Linked DNA regions of Muntiacus reevesi: region 1 is linked to region 2. A link is a contact called in public Hi-C data. All regions are on one chromosome and are shown on one strand. Each heading gives the region's core, a stretch centred on a gene start, on an enhancer-like site or on the middle of the called end of the contact. The rest is flanking DNA. Distances are from core to core; before and after follow the strand shown.

The links. Hi-C and Micro-C count contacts between places; a contact is called where the count stands out from the background.
Region 1: a contact with region 2 is called in a Hi-C map of muscle, with 5 times the contacts expected there. The contact joins the promoter of DDOST here to the promoter of MUL1 in region 2. A contact is called at or near these places in 2 of 3 Hi-C or Micro-C datasets (blood and muscle).

The regions. Positions count from the first base shown.
Region 1 is chr3:106,020,539-106,026,825 of mMunRee1.1, reverse strand. It overlaps DDOST (dolichyl-diphosphooligosaccharide--protein glycosyltransferase non-catalytic subunit), which reads left to right and starts at 3,540. Exons shown (of 11, transcript XM_065929969.1): 1 at 3,540-3,729; 2 at 3,932-4,042. The coding sequence starts at 3,576. KIF17 (kinesin family member 17) reads left to right here. Exons shown (of 15, transcript XM_065927502.1): 15 at 1-380. The coding sequence ends at 1.
Region 2 is chr3:105,882,433-105,888,103 of mMunRee1.1, reverse strand. MUL1 (mitochondrial E3 ubiquitin protein ligase 1) reads left to right here and starts at 1,990. Exons shown (of 4, transcript XM_065929965.1): 1 at 1,990-2,235; 2 at 5,594-5,671. The coding sequence starts at 2,116.

The DNA of each region.
Region 1 (6,287 bases), core at 2,291-4,790, 140 kb before region 2:
AACACACTGCCTGCTGCCGCCCTGCCTTTGGGCTCCCGTGAGACCGCCAGGCCCCCCCAGGGCAGCTCCAGCCAGGCCTCCTCCTGCCTGCCCCGACAGTGACCGGGGCACCCAAGGGGGCCTGTCCCTGGGAAGGCACACTCCCCTCCCTGCCACCCAGAGAGCCCACTCTGCCCAGGCTGTGAGCCCCTCGGAGCCTGGACCCACGCCACATCAGTGTTCCCATTGGCCCGCCGCTGTGCCCACCAGTGCGGTTCCGTGCCTCCATGGGATCAGAGACCTCAGCTCTGCCTCCAGGCCTCCATCAGCATCCCAGCAGAGTGTCAGCGACTTCCACGTGGATCAGACTCAACCTCTTGGCAAAGTGAACACTATTCCTCTGTCCAGTAGGCCCCACTTGCTGGGGACGCCCTGGGGGGTGGGCCCAGGAGTCCCGGGCTGCCCACTCCCAGGTGGTTTGCGGCCCAGGGGAGGCCATTCCACATTAAGCTGCCCTAATAAACTGCCTTTTACCGGCCAACTGTGCTGCTCCGACCCTCAGACAGCGTCCCACAGCCCCTCCCTGGCCTCCATGGGGACGCTCTTTCAGACCAGGGGTTCTTTTATGTATGTGTGTTTGTGTATATTTTTGGCTGTGCTGGGTCTTCACTGCCACACATGGGCTTTCTCTAGTTGGGGTGAGTGGAGGCTCCTCTTCATTGTGATGCACAGGCTGCTTCTTGTGATGATGACTTCTGTAGCAGAGAAGGACTCTGGATGCACGGGCTTCAGTAGTTGTGGCTCATGGGCTTAATGGCTCTGTGGCATGTGGCATCTTCCTGGACCAGGGATCTGACCAGTGTCCCCGACAGTGGCCGTCAGATTCTTACCCACTGAGCCACTGGGGAAGCCTGGAGCAGGGCTTTGTAACCGCCTGCAGGCTCCAGGTCTCCGCAACTCCCGCAACTGTGAGCGCAAGTGCAGCGTTTTCAGCAGAGAGCATATGAATGTGAACCGTTGTTAAGACTCTCAAAGGATCTGTGACCCAGGAAAGCAAACTCCTTGGTTTGGAAAATAGAGGCCACATCTGGCTGAGGTCCAGAGAAGACCCAGGTCTTGATGCCCTCAGGGGCTGTGTTGGAACCGTGCATCCTAACATCTCTAGAAACGAATCCAGGCCATCCCAGTTGTATAAGACTGACCCATCCCCTCGCCCACTGTATCCCAGCCCTGCTCTGTGGGAGGGGCCCACAGTCTGAGGGAAAAGGCTTTGGTGCTGTCCTGAGCCTCATTTCATGCTAAGCATCTATGAAATGGGGATAATACCAACCCCACAGGGTTATTGTGAAGGTGAAATGAGACAGTGTGTAGAGTTCCTTGTGTGATCTCCAGGGGATCTTCCCAACCCACGGATCGAACCCAGGTCTTCTGCATTGCAGGCAGATTCTTTACCAGCTGAGCCACAAGGGAAGCCCAAGAATACTGGAGTGGGCAGGCTATCCCTTCTCCAGCACATCTTCCTGACCCAGGAATCGAACCCAGGTCTTCTGCATTGCAGGCGGATTCTCTACAACTGAGCTATGAGGGAAGCCCTCACAGGATTACTGTGAAGGTTAAATGAGATAGTGTGTGGAGCTCCTGGTTTGTAGCAGGTGCTCTGTTAGTCCCCCTGTCCTCCCCTTCCATATTTGTATTAACTACTGTGGTACCTGCCCCAAGCTACTTGCCTGGGCCAAGGAGCTCATGTTCTGGAGAAGCCAGGGCGGAAGATGCTTAGGAAACCCAGAGATTGGCCTATGGGGAGGCAGGCTGCAGTGCACACTTGGAACAAGAGGATGCAAAGTCAGATCCGTATGGGGAACAGAGTGCCCTTCTGAAGGGAGCAGCAGCGGGTGGGGCTGCCACGAAGGATGGAGACGACCCCTTAAGATGGGAATGTGGGGAGAGGGTTCCTGGTTAGGGGTCTGCGTGAAGGGCTCCTGGTAGAGGGGTCCTCATGAACAAAAGGTAGGAGGTGGCAAGGTCAGGGTATGTAAAAGGTGGGAGGAGACCTGTTCCATGGAAGGCCTGAGCAGGGACTGAGAGGAGATAGGCTGACAAGACGAGTTTAGGTGCAGACCCGCATGAAGAGCCTCTGGGTTCCGTGAGCTGTGGCCGACTGCTCAGTGACTCTGTCCACACCATCAGGTCTGAGTGAGAAGTGGGTTGATGTGGCATCATAGGCAGGAGGGCGGGCTGTGGGCAGAAGTTCAGGGTGCGGTAAGTGGGGATGGAGGGCAAGATTGGTTGAGGAGAAGCGCAGAGGGAGGTTTTGACTTTTGCCCCCACATTCTTGGCTTGGTGGACAAGGAGAATACATCAGAAAAGAATGGCTACCTTCTCTCTCCACAGTTACCTTCACCATTCACTCCAAGATTGAGGCTGAGCCCCAGAGAACAGTTAAGTCCTGGAGATGCCTGTGGTAGCTTTTACTTAGACCCACGGTGGTCTGAGGAGAGCTGGTTGCCCTGTTTGTCAGTTCAGAAGGGGTGTGGGGCCAGAACTGAGTGGAGGCTCAGCCTGGCTCTGCACGAAGCACTTTCGAAACCCGCGGTAGTCCTCCCAAGAGCCCAGGCGGTCCCAAAGGCACACACAGGTAAGTAGGGCCGGGCCTCATCGCTTCCAGTGCCAGCCTAGGACAGCGGCCTGGAAACAAGTGAAATCGGTCAGTCGTGTCCGACTCTTTGGGGACCCATGAACTGTAGCCCGACAGGCTCCTCTGCCCATGGGATTCTCCAGGCAAGAATACTGGAGTGGGTTGTCATTCCCTTCTCCAGGGGATCTTCCCAACCCAAGGATTGAACCCAGGTCTCCCACACTGCAGGCGGGCTCTTTACCCTCTGAGCCACCAGAAGCGGCCTGGAAACCAGAGAAGCGCCCGGGTTACAGGGCTGGTGCGAGCCTGGGCGCGGATATGCCCAGCTACAGGTTTTGACTCCTCACCCAGCCCACACTGCCTCCGGCCTGGGTCATCAGGCTGGGTGGGCCGGGCCCGCGCCAAGGCCCTGCGCCCGTGAGCAGCGGGAGAGATTCCGGCCTTCTTCCCCACGCCCGCGACCCGTCCCCGGCTTTTTTCCAACCACCTCCTCCCGCGAGACAGTGGAGGTGGGGCCTGGCTCCAGCCGAACCTGTCCCGGTCCAGGGACCCTCTGCCCGGGTCTCTGACCCGAGCGCCGCGGCCCAGACCCGGACCAATCGGATGAGGAGGCGGGAGCCCCAGGCTCGGGCGGGAGCCGGCAATGGGCGGAACCCAAGGGTTCTCGGCCCTACTGATTGGCCGCGGCCGCAGAGCTGTCTCTCTAGGATTGAGCCTTTTCCTCTCGGGGGGGCGGGACCGCGCGCCACTTTCACCAATAGTGTGCCGAGAATCCGCCTCCCACAGGAACATTTCCGGCCGTATTCCTCGAGCCTCGCCGTCCGAGCAGCGGCTCCGGACGCCCGGCCCTGGCTTTCTCGAATCACTTCCGGGTGATACTTCAAGACAACGAGCCGCGATTGGGCGACCGTGGAAGAGACACTTCCGGTGCCCAGGCCCTTGGGTTCTTTGGAGCAGTAAGATGGCGCCCCGCGCGGCCCGTGTGTGGTCCCGCTGGTGGCTGCTGTTGCTGCCCTTGCTTGGCCTGGCCGGCGCCAGCGGTCCTCGCACCTTGGTACTGCTGGACAACCTCAACCTCCGGGAGACCCATTCGCTTTTCTTCCGGAGCCTGAAGGGTGAGCCTGGGGCCCGAGGGGGTGGTAAGGTCCCTGAGCCCCGAGACGCCGACACCTCTCCCTCCCACCCGAGCTGGCCTTCCAGGTCCGACCTGCCGCCAGGGGGCTGGTTGGGGGACGGGGGCAGGACGGTCACGGTCTCTGCAGTGGTGGTTTCTCTTTGCCTCCTATCTGCCTCAGCTCCCTCGTTCTCTTTTTCCAGATCGTGGCTTTGTACTCACATTCAAGACCGCAGATGATCCCAGCCTGTCCCTCATTAAGTACGGGGAATTTCTCTATGACAATCTCATCATCTTCTCCCCTTCGGTAGAAGGTAAGAGCTGCCGGTCGCTCCCAGGACTCTGATTTATCAGCTTTCTTCAGGATCTTGGGCATGTCCTGGGATGGAGTGGGTCGCCAGCCCTCGGCGCTGCTGCTCCCAGAGAAGAGGAAAAGGCTAACGCTCAGTTGGTAAAGAATCTGCCTGCAATGCAGGAGACCCCGGTTCGGTTCCTCCGTTAGGAGGATATGCTGGAGAAGGGATAGGCTACCCGTTTCAGTATTCTTGGGCTTCACTTGTGGCTGAACTGGTAAAGAATCCACCTGCAATGCGGGAGACCTGCGTTGGGAAGATTCTCTGGAGAAGGGAAAGGCTACCCACTCCAGTATTCTGACCTGGAGAATTCCATGGACTCTGTAGTCCGTGGAGTCGCAAAGAGTCGGACACGATTGAGTGACTGTCAGTTCACCTCACTTCACTCTGGGCTTAGGAGAGAATATGTCCTTACCAGAAGACAGAGCTGAGGACTGTGGGATCAGGTGTTGTTGCAGACGTTAGAACTCCTGGCTCTGCTACTCTGAGAAGGGGTTTTCTCCGTTAAAGGGCCTGATAAGAAAGACAGACATTCCTTCACTCTCTGATTGGGTTTGCCTGTGTGGAACAAGAAAATGGCTGTGCTCTAAGCTTGATTTTCTGTAAAGGGGCATTGGTGGTAGTTGATCCTGAGAATTCAGATGGAGTCACAGTTAGACTGAAAAGACCCTTTAGTGATTACCTAGTCCAAACTATTTGAGGCTGGATGGATATGTCCAGGGCTTAGCAGAAGACTAGTTGTTGAGCCAAATGAACATCTTCACTAGATTTTCCAGTTGATGTTCCTGTGACAGCTTACTGTTTTAGGAGGCAACTCCTAAAATAGGCTGCCACTGTACAACTCTCTTAAGAAGATCATGTATTAAACTGAACTTGTCTTCCACTTCCTGCTTTGTTTATTTGGGGCAAGGAGGAAAAGGGTTTCTGATACTCCCCAGGGCCTAAGAGAATAGGTCTAATGCTTATTTTGCTTACAGGCGTAGCCTTCGCATAATCAGGTCCTGAATTATTCAGTTGTTTCTTCTCCAGACTAAATAACCCCAGTTCCTTTGGTTGTTTCCCTTTTTGTTGTGCTTTTTCGGTGAGCATCCTAGTCATTCTTTAGTGGCTTCAGTTTATCTTTTTCTCGGAGGACACAAGTTGTCCCTGTCCGGGGTGAGTCAGGACTGCCATCTCTCTGTTCAGCTTATGAAGCTTAGGAAGGCTGTCACTTCACTGGCATCGACTTTCTTCTCTGTGGTTCATGTGAGATTGGGATCTGCCAAGCCCCTGATGCATTTTCCCTAGGTTCGCAGTACTTGGTGAGGTGCTCCCAACTCTCCTGTAACATGTGCCTTTGGAATTAGCTTTTCAGAGGCAAGTTCAGTTGTGCATTAAAATCTTCAAGTTGGCTGGGCAGGCGAATGATGGCTGTCGCTGGTTAAATGGTGTTTGCTGGACTGCTGCTGTGTTGGAACTCTGAAAGCAGTACTGAATAGGGACAGGCTGCCCTTCAGGACTCTCTCAGCCTGTCTGTGAGGAAAGATAAACAAGGACTTGAGATGAGCTACCAGACCACATGTTGGAATGTCCCAGATGGAGGGGAGGGACTGTCTGAGTTGGGCTTTGAAGGGTCACTGAGAGGGAGGGAAGTGGTAGGTGGGCTGAGGAGGCTGAGGTAGGCTGCTGTCAGTGGGAGAAGGGGCAGAGCCCAAGATACTGCTTCAGAAATCGGATTCATTTCTGTCCCCACTTTGTGATCTTTACCACTTTCCATATTTGTGCCAGTAATGTTTTTCTTCAAATTGACCTGCTTAGAAAAAAAGAAAAAAACATAACCCAGTTTAAAAGAAAACTGGTAACGAACCTATTGTCACCACTGAAAATGGAAAGCCAGTACTGGACTATCATTTGCTTTCTGAAGAGGAAAATATAACAGTGAGCGCAGCGCTGTCAAGTTCTAGCTGATTCTTGAACTGCTGAAGGCTTTGGACCTGAGGCTTCCTCTGAAAAGGGGAGATGAGCTGGTTGAGAGAGGTGTTAAGGCCAGTGTTGAACTGTGCCCATTCTCTGATGGAGGAAGCAGGGAAACGAAATGGAATAGTGTCTCTGAGATTCGGTGTTATTTGAAGCCCTGCCTGGCATCTCTGTGGTGAACTTTCCTGCCTCTTGCAAGGTGGGGACCATTCTTGTAAGAAACCCTCTCAGACACCCCTAGGGAGAAGGC
Region 2 (5,671 bases), core at 741-3,240:
TTGGTGGGAATGTAAATTGGTACGGTCACTGTGGAAAATAGTTTGCAGCCTCCTCAAAAAATTAAAAATAAAGTTATCCAGCAATTCCACCCCTGGGTATATATTTGGAAAAAACAAGAACACTAATTTGAAAAGATAAATACACCTCAATGTTCATAGCAGCAATATTTACAATAGTCAAGACATGGAAGCACTCCAAGCGCCTAGCAACAGATGCCTGGATTAAGAAGCTGTGATATTTCACTCAGTCATTAAAAAAAGGCTGAAATACTGCCATTTGCAGCCACTTGGATGGACCTAGAGAATATTGTGCTTAGTGAAATGAGTCAGACAGGGAAAGGCAAATTCTGTAAGATATCATTTATATGTGGAATCTAAAAACACAAATCAAATGTACATGCAAAACAGAAACAGACTCAGACATGTAGAAAATACACTTGTGGTTACCAAAGAGGAGAGGGAAGTCGGGTGAGATAAAATAGGGGTTATGTGATTAACTGATACAAACCACCAAATATAAAATAGATAAGCAACGAGGTTATACTGTACAGCACAGGGAATTAAAGGCATTATCTTGTAATAACGTATGTGGAGTATAATCTGCAAACATATTGAATTGCTGCTGTACAGATCAGAAAACATTTTGAAATCTGCTCTATAACTGCAGTGAGAATTAAGTGGTTTGATATTGGTAAAACTTTTTGTCACCGTTCAGTTCAGTTCAGTTGCTCAGTCGTGTCCAACTGTTTGCGATACGATGGACTGCAGCATGCCAGGCCTCCCTGTCCATCACCAACTCCTGGAGTTTACTCAAACTCAGGTCCATTGAGTCAGTGGTGCCATCCAACCATCTCATCCTCTGTCGTCCCCTTCTCCTCCCGCCTTCAATCTTCCCCAGCATCAGGGTCTTTTCAAATGAGTCAGTTCTTCGCATCAGGTGACCAAAGTATTGGAGTTCCAACTTCAGCACCAGCCCTTCCAATGAATATTCATGACTAATTTCCTTTAGGATGGACTGGTTGGATCTCCTTGCAGTCCAAGGGACTCTCAAGAGTCTTCTCCAGTACCACAGTTCAAAAGCATCAATTCTTCAGCGCTCAGCTTTCTTTATAGTCAAACTCTCACATCCATACATGACTACTGGAAAACAACAGTTGTAGATGTAATTATAAATTAGTAAAGTAAGTTGCTATGTGTGGTGATGGCGGATTAAGGAGTTCGTGATATAATCTGCCGTCTTGGAGGTAATAAGCTGTGCTGCTGCTGCTAAGTCGCTTCTCTCGTGTCCGACTCTGTGCGACCCCATAGACGGCAGCCCAGCAGGCTCCCCCGTCCCTGGGATTCTCCAGGCAAGAACACTGGAGTGGGTTGCCATTGCCTTCTCCAATGAATCAAAGTGAAAAGTTGAAGTCCCTCAGTCGTGTCCGACTCTTAGCGACCCCATGGACTGCAGCCCACCAGGCTCCTCTGTCCACGGGATTTTCCAGGCAAGAGTACTGGAGTGGGCTGCCATTGCCGTCTCCGAATAAGCTGTGCAGTCCGGTAAATTCCTCTCCAGTAGCAGTGTCACTTTGAGCACATCCCCTAACCTCTCTGGCCTGTCTTCTCACGTGTAAAACGGAAGAATAAAAGCCAAGACCCAAGGTTTGCCCTGAAGCTTAACTGTATACTCCCCCTAAGTGCTTACTAGACGTTCTTTCCTCCCAATCCAATGGCGGAGTCATCGAACAACGCCTGCAATAATAATAACCCCAGGAAAGCAGAAGGCCTGAAACCGTGGCACCGCAAGCGATACAACTACGGCCAGAGTCGAACGGGTCGCGGAGCGACGAGAGATCGCTCAAGTTCCGCAAACCATTCCGCACTCCTAGCTCCTGGAGACGCGACTCCAGCATAAGCAGCTGACGCTGGTGCATCACCCTGGCAACAGCACCTTCCGGTCTGTTGTGCCCGCCCTACCCCACTCCACTTCCGGTTCCGGGTCCTGTGCGCTCGGCGGGCGGCTGGCCGCGGGCTTCCGGGAGGAGCCGTCTCTGGGGGTGTGGTTCCGGGTGGCGAGGCTGAGGGGCGAGGGGTCGCTGGAGCGCGGCGGCCTCGCCGGGGCTCGGCACAGCCATGGAGAGCGGAGGGCGGCCCTCGCTGAGCCAGTTCATCCTCCTGGGCACCAGCTCCGTGGTCACCGCCTTCCTGTACTCCGTGTACCGGCAGAAGGCCCAGGTCGCCCAGGAGCTCAAGGTCAGTGCCCGAGCCCGCCCGGCCTCCGCCGGCCATGCCGCCCCCGGGGAACGGTGAGCCCCCCGACCCGCCGTGGGCCGGTCCACCCTCGGGGAAAGACCCCAGCGGGGAACCAGGCCCTGGGAGGGCGTCACCCGGCCCCCGGGAGCAGGATCAGAGTCGGGTCCCGTGATAACGGCTTCCCTTCCTCCTTCTCCCAAGTCCCTCTCGTTACTCAGAATAAACCTTGACTTCATCACTTTACTGACGAAAAAAATCTTTACTGAACACCTGTTATGCTCCAGGCGCCGAGCCTGGGTGAAACAGACAGAAATTCCTGTCCTCGTGGCGAGTGCGTTCTGGTTCAACCAGACAGACCGTAAATCAGTCAGTCAGGTGTTGTGAGACGTGAGGATAAAAACGTCAGCCTAGTGCAGGGAAGAGAGGAAATGGGAATGCTGGAGAAAGGGAGGTTTGCTCTTTTCAACAGGGTCCAGTTGAGCAGAGTCCAGGAGGATTTGAGGCGAGCGTGCAGGTGCCTGGGAGGGGAGAGCATATTTACCCTCTAGGTAACCACTCAACTCCTTGCTTCTGCATACTCTGCCTTTTTATTGTATGGCCACTTAAAAAATATTGCTCACTTTCCTAATGCAGCACCTGACGATTTACACAACATATTCCCATCTTGGTTTTAGTTCTGCTTCACAGTAATTTGAGGTAGATGAAATGATACCTCCAGACTGCCAATCAAGAAATCGAAACTTGGAGGAAAGGTCTGTACAGTGTCAGTTTGGAGCTTAAATTTAGGTCTTTTGATTCAGAGTGTAGAATTTTTTTTTTTTTTGTTGTTGTTGACCACATTTGCTCTGTTATGAATGTGTGAGTGCCTCATGACAGATGAACCTCATTAGGTCAGAAACGGGATCTTATCCTTCCTTCCTTCTAGATTCTAACTCAATGCTTAGCAGAGAGTAGACACTCAGTAAATATTTGTGGATTTGTTTTGGGTGAAATTTCTTTTTTAAGACAGATTAATTTCTTCAATGCCGTGCGAGGCTTTCTCTAGTTGTGGCGAGCAGGGGCTACCCTCTAGTTCCAGCGTGCAGGCTTGTCATTGCAGTGGCTTCTCTAGTTGCAGAGCACAGCTCTAGAGCACGTGGCTTAGTTGCCTTGAGGCACCTGGGAATCTTCACGGATAAGGGATCGAACTGTGTCCCCTGCATTGGCAAGTGGATTCTTAACCACTGGACCACCAGGGAAGTCCTGGCTGAAATTTCATAACACAGCAGGGCTTAATTTGACATTTATTTGGAAGACGGATGCCTCAACCTGACACGCTTCATTATCATCAGATAGTTTGTGTTGAGAGCTTAGAAACAAGTGTGTGAGTTTTGGAATGCACCTAGTTATCCGGGAGTTGAATTTGGGTTGTGAATCACAGCCAGGTGAGAGTCCAGCTGCCTTCTTGTCTGCTTAATTAAATGACTTCTGAAATGATTGGCTCTGGTTGTAATTGAAACTTCAGTTTCTGACTCTGAATCAGAAATCACACTGCCATCAAGTTGGCCAGAGATGGGATCCTTTGAAGCAGTGAGTGCTCCAGGATCCATCTTTGGGTGACTTTAAAAGCTTTGCCAATTAATTCCTCAATGAGGATGAAATAAGTAGTGCCTGCCTGGGAAAACAGTTGGAACTCCTAATATCTTACGCTCTGTTTTCTTGATCCGATTACAAAACTTCCAGAGTAGGGTTTGTGTCTTACCCTTTTGCATCTCTCATAGTGAGGGAAATGCGTATTTATTGCACACCTACTGTATGCCAGCCCCTTGTCTGTATTCTTTCACACCTTAAGTTTCATTTAATTCACATGAAAATCCTATGCGATTGTTTTCCCCAACTTTTGCATGTTTTGTAACTGAGACTCCAATAAATTAAGTTGCCCAAAGTCACAATAGATGCCTTGAAGCTTGATTGAGTCGCAGGCTTTCTGACTGAATTTCATCTCCTTTCCTTCTAAAAAATTTCTAGACTATCCTGTGGTGGATACTTGACTATTTACGTGACTTTGAGCAAATTACTTCACCTCTCTGAGCCTCAATTTCCTTATCTGTAATTGGGGATGATAATGTCTAACTGTAGAGGGATGGTATGAGCATTAAATGGTGTTATGCATTTAAAGTGCTTAGCAGAGTGCCTGGAATGTAGTATATCTAAGTGCTTATTTATTCACTAATTTCTTCCTCAAATATTTATTTGGTGCCTGCTGTGGGTCAGGCACTATCTGGGCACTAGGGGGACAGCAGTGAACAAGACCAACAGGGTGTCCTGTTGGTGGGGTGCAGGGTCCTAGCCCTCCTGCACTTACAGTCCAGTGGAGGGAGGGACAGATAATAAACGAGCAAATAAACTTGAGTGTGAGTTGTTGTTACTGCCCATTGTTTTTATTACCTTCGCAGTGTACGCGGGTAATAATTCTTATTGACCTTGCTCCTGTCGTTTACTGGGTAGCAATAGCTTAAACGCCAAGGGACCTTAATACGTATCCAGTACTACCCACCTCTTTTGAGGTTACTTGTCTGGTATCCTTAAGATGGTGTTGATGAAAATACCTGAAAGCAGGAACCGTTTCCTTCATTCATCCCTGACTCCCTGGCCCCCAGCACAGTGCCTGGTTCAGAAAATGTTCAGGGGTGTTACTAATTTTACCTTACTTTTGACACAGCAGTAACAGTCTTGATTGTTTCCCAAGCACAGCAGATTGCGGTCAGAATAGGAAGGAATGGAGAACTGGGGACTGGGAGGAAGGCAGCGGCAGAGGTGACTGTGCTCGCCTGTTTATGAGAGGGAAGGAGGCAGAAGTGGGGAAAGGAGGATAATGTTTAGCGGAGGTTCACAAGGCCGCGCCCTGTAGTGCAGAGGCCGTGCTTTATGATGTCTGATGCCGAGCATGAGCTGACAAGGGCCTGGCGATAATTATACCAGCCCCTGCCCAGGCCCCCACCACGCACTGGGCACTAGTTTACCTGCTTATAAACTCCTCGGATGCATGGTTCTGTGTTGTCAAGAAGAGATCAAATTACACTCAGTTTATGGTATGCCGATTGATTAGTGCCTTTAATGTTTTCATCTTAGTGAGAATGAAAAGGACTGTATGTTTGGTTCACTGCAGACAGAGTGTAAGTGGCAGCCCCACTTGAGGTGGCAGAAACAAGGCACCTGTTTTCTGGGACACAGCTTTGGAATCTGACTCTCCTTAGTCTCTTTCCTGCCTGGTTCCCTGATTCTCTCAATGGGAAAAAAAGAGTCTTTTTCTTTCTTCACTTGTTTGATTGAGCATGTCAGTATTCAACAGCCAGTCCAATCTGTTGTTTCCATTTAGGGAGCTAAAAGAATCCACTTGGGGGAAGACTTAAAGAGTATTCTTTCAGAAGCTCCAGGAAAGTGTGTGCCGTATGCT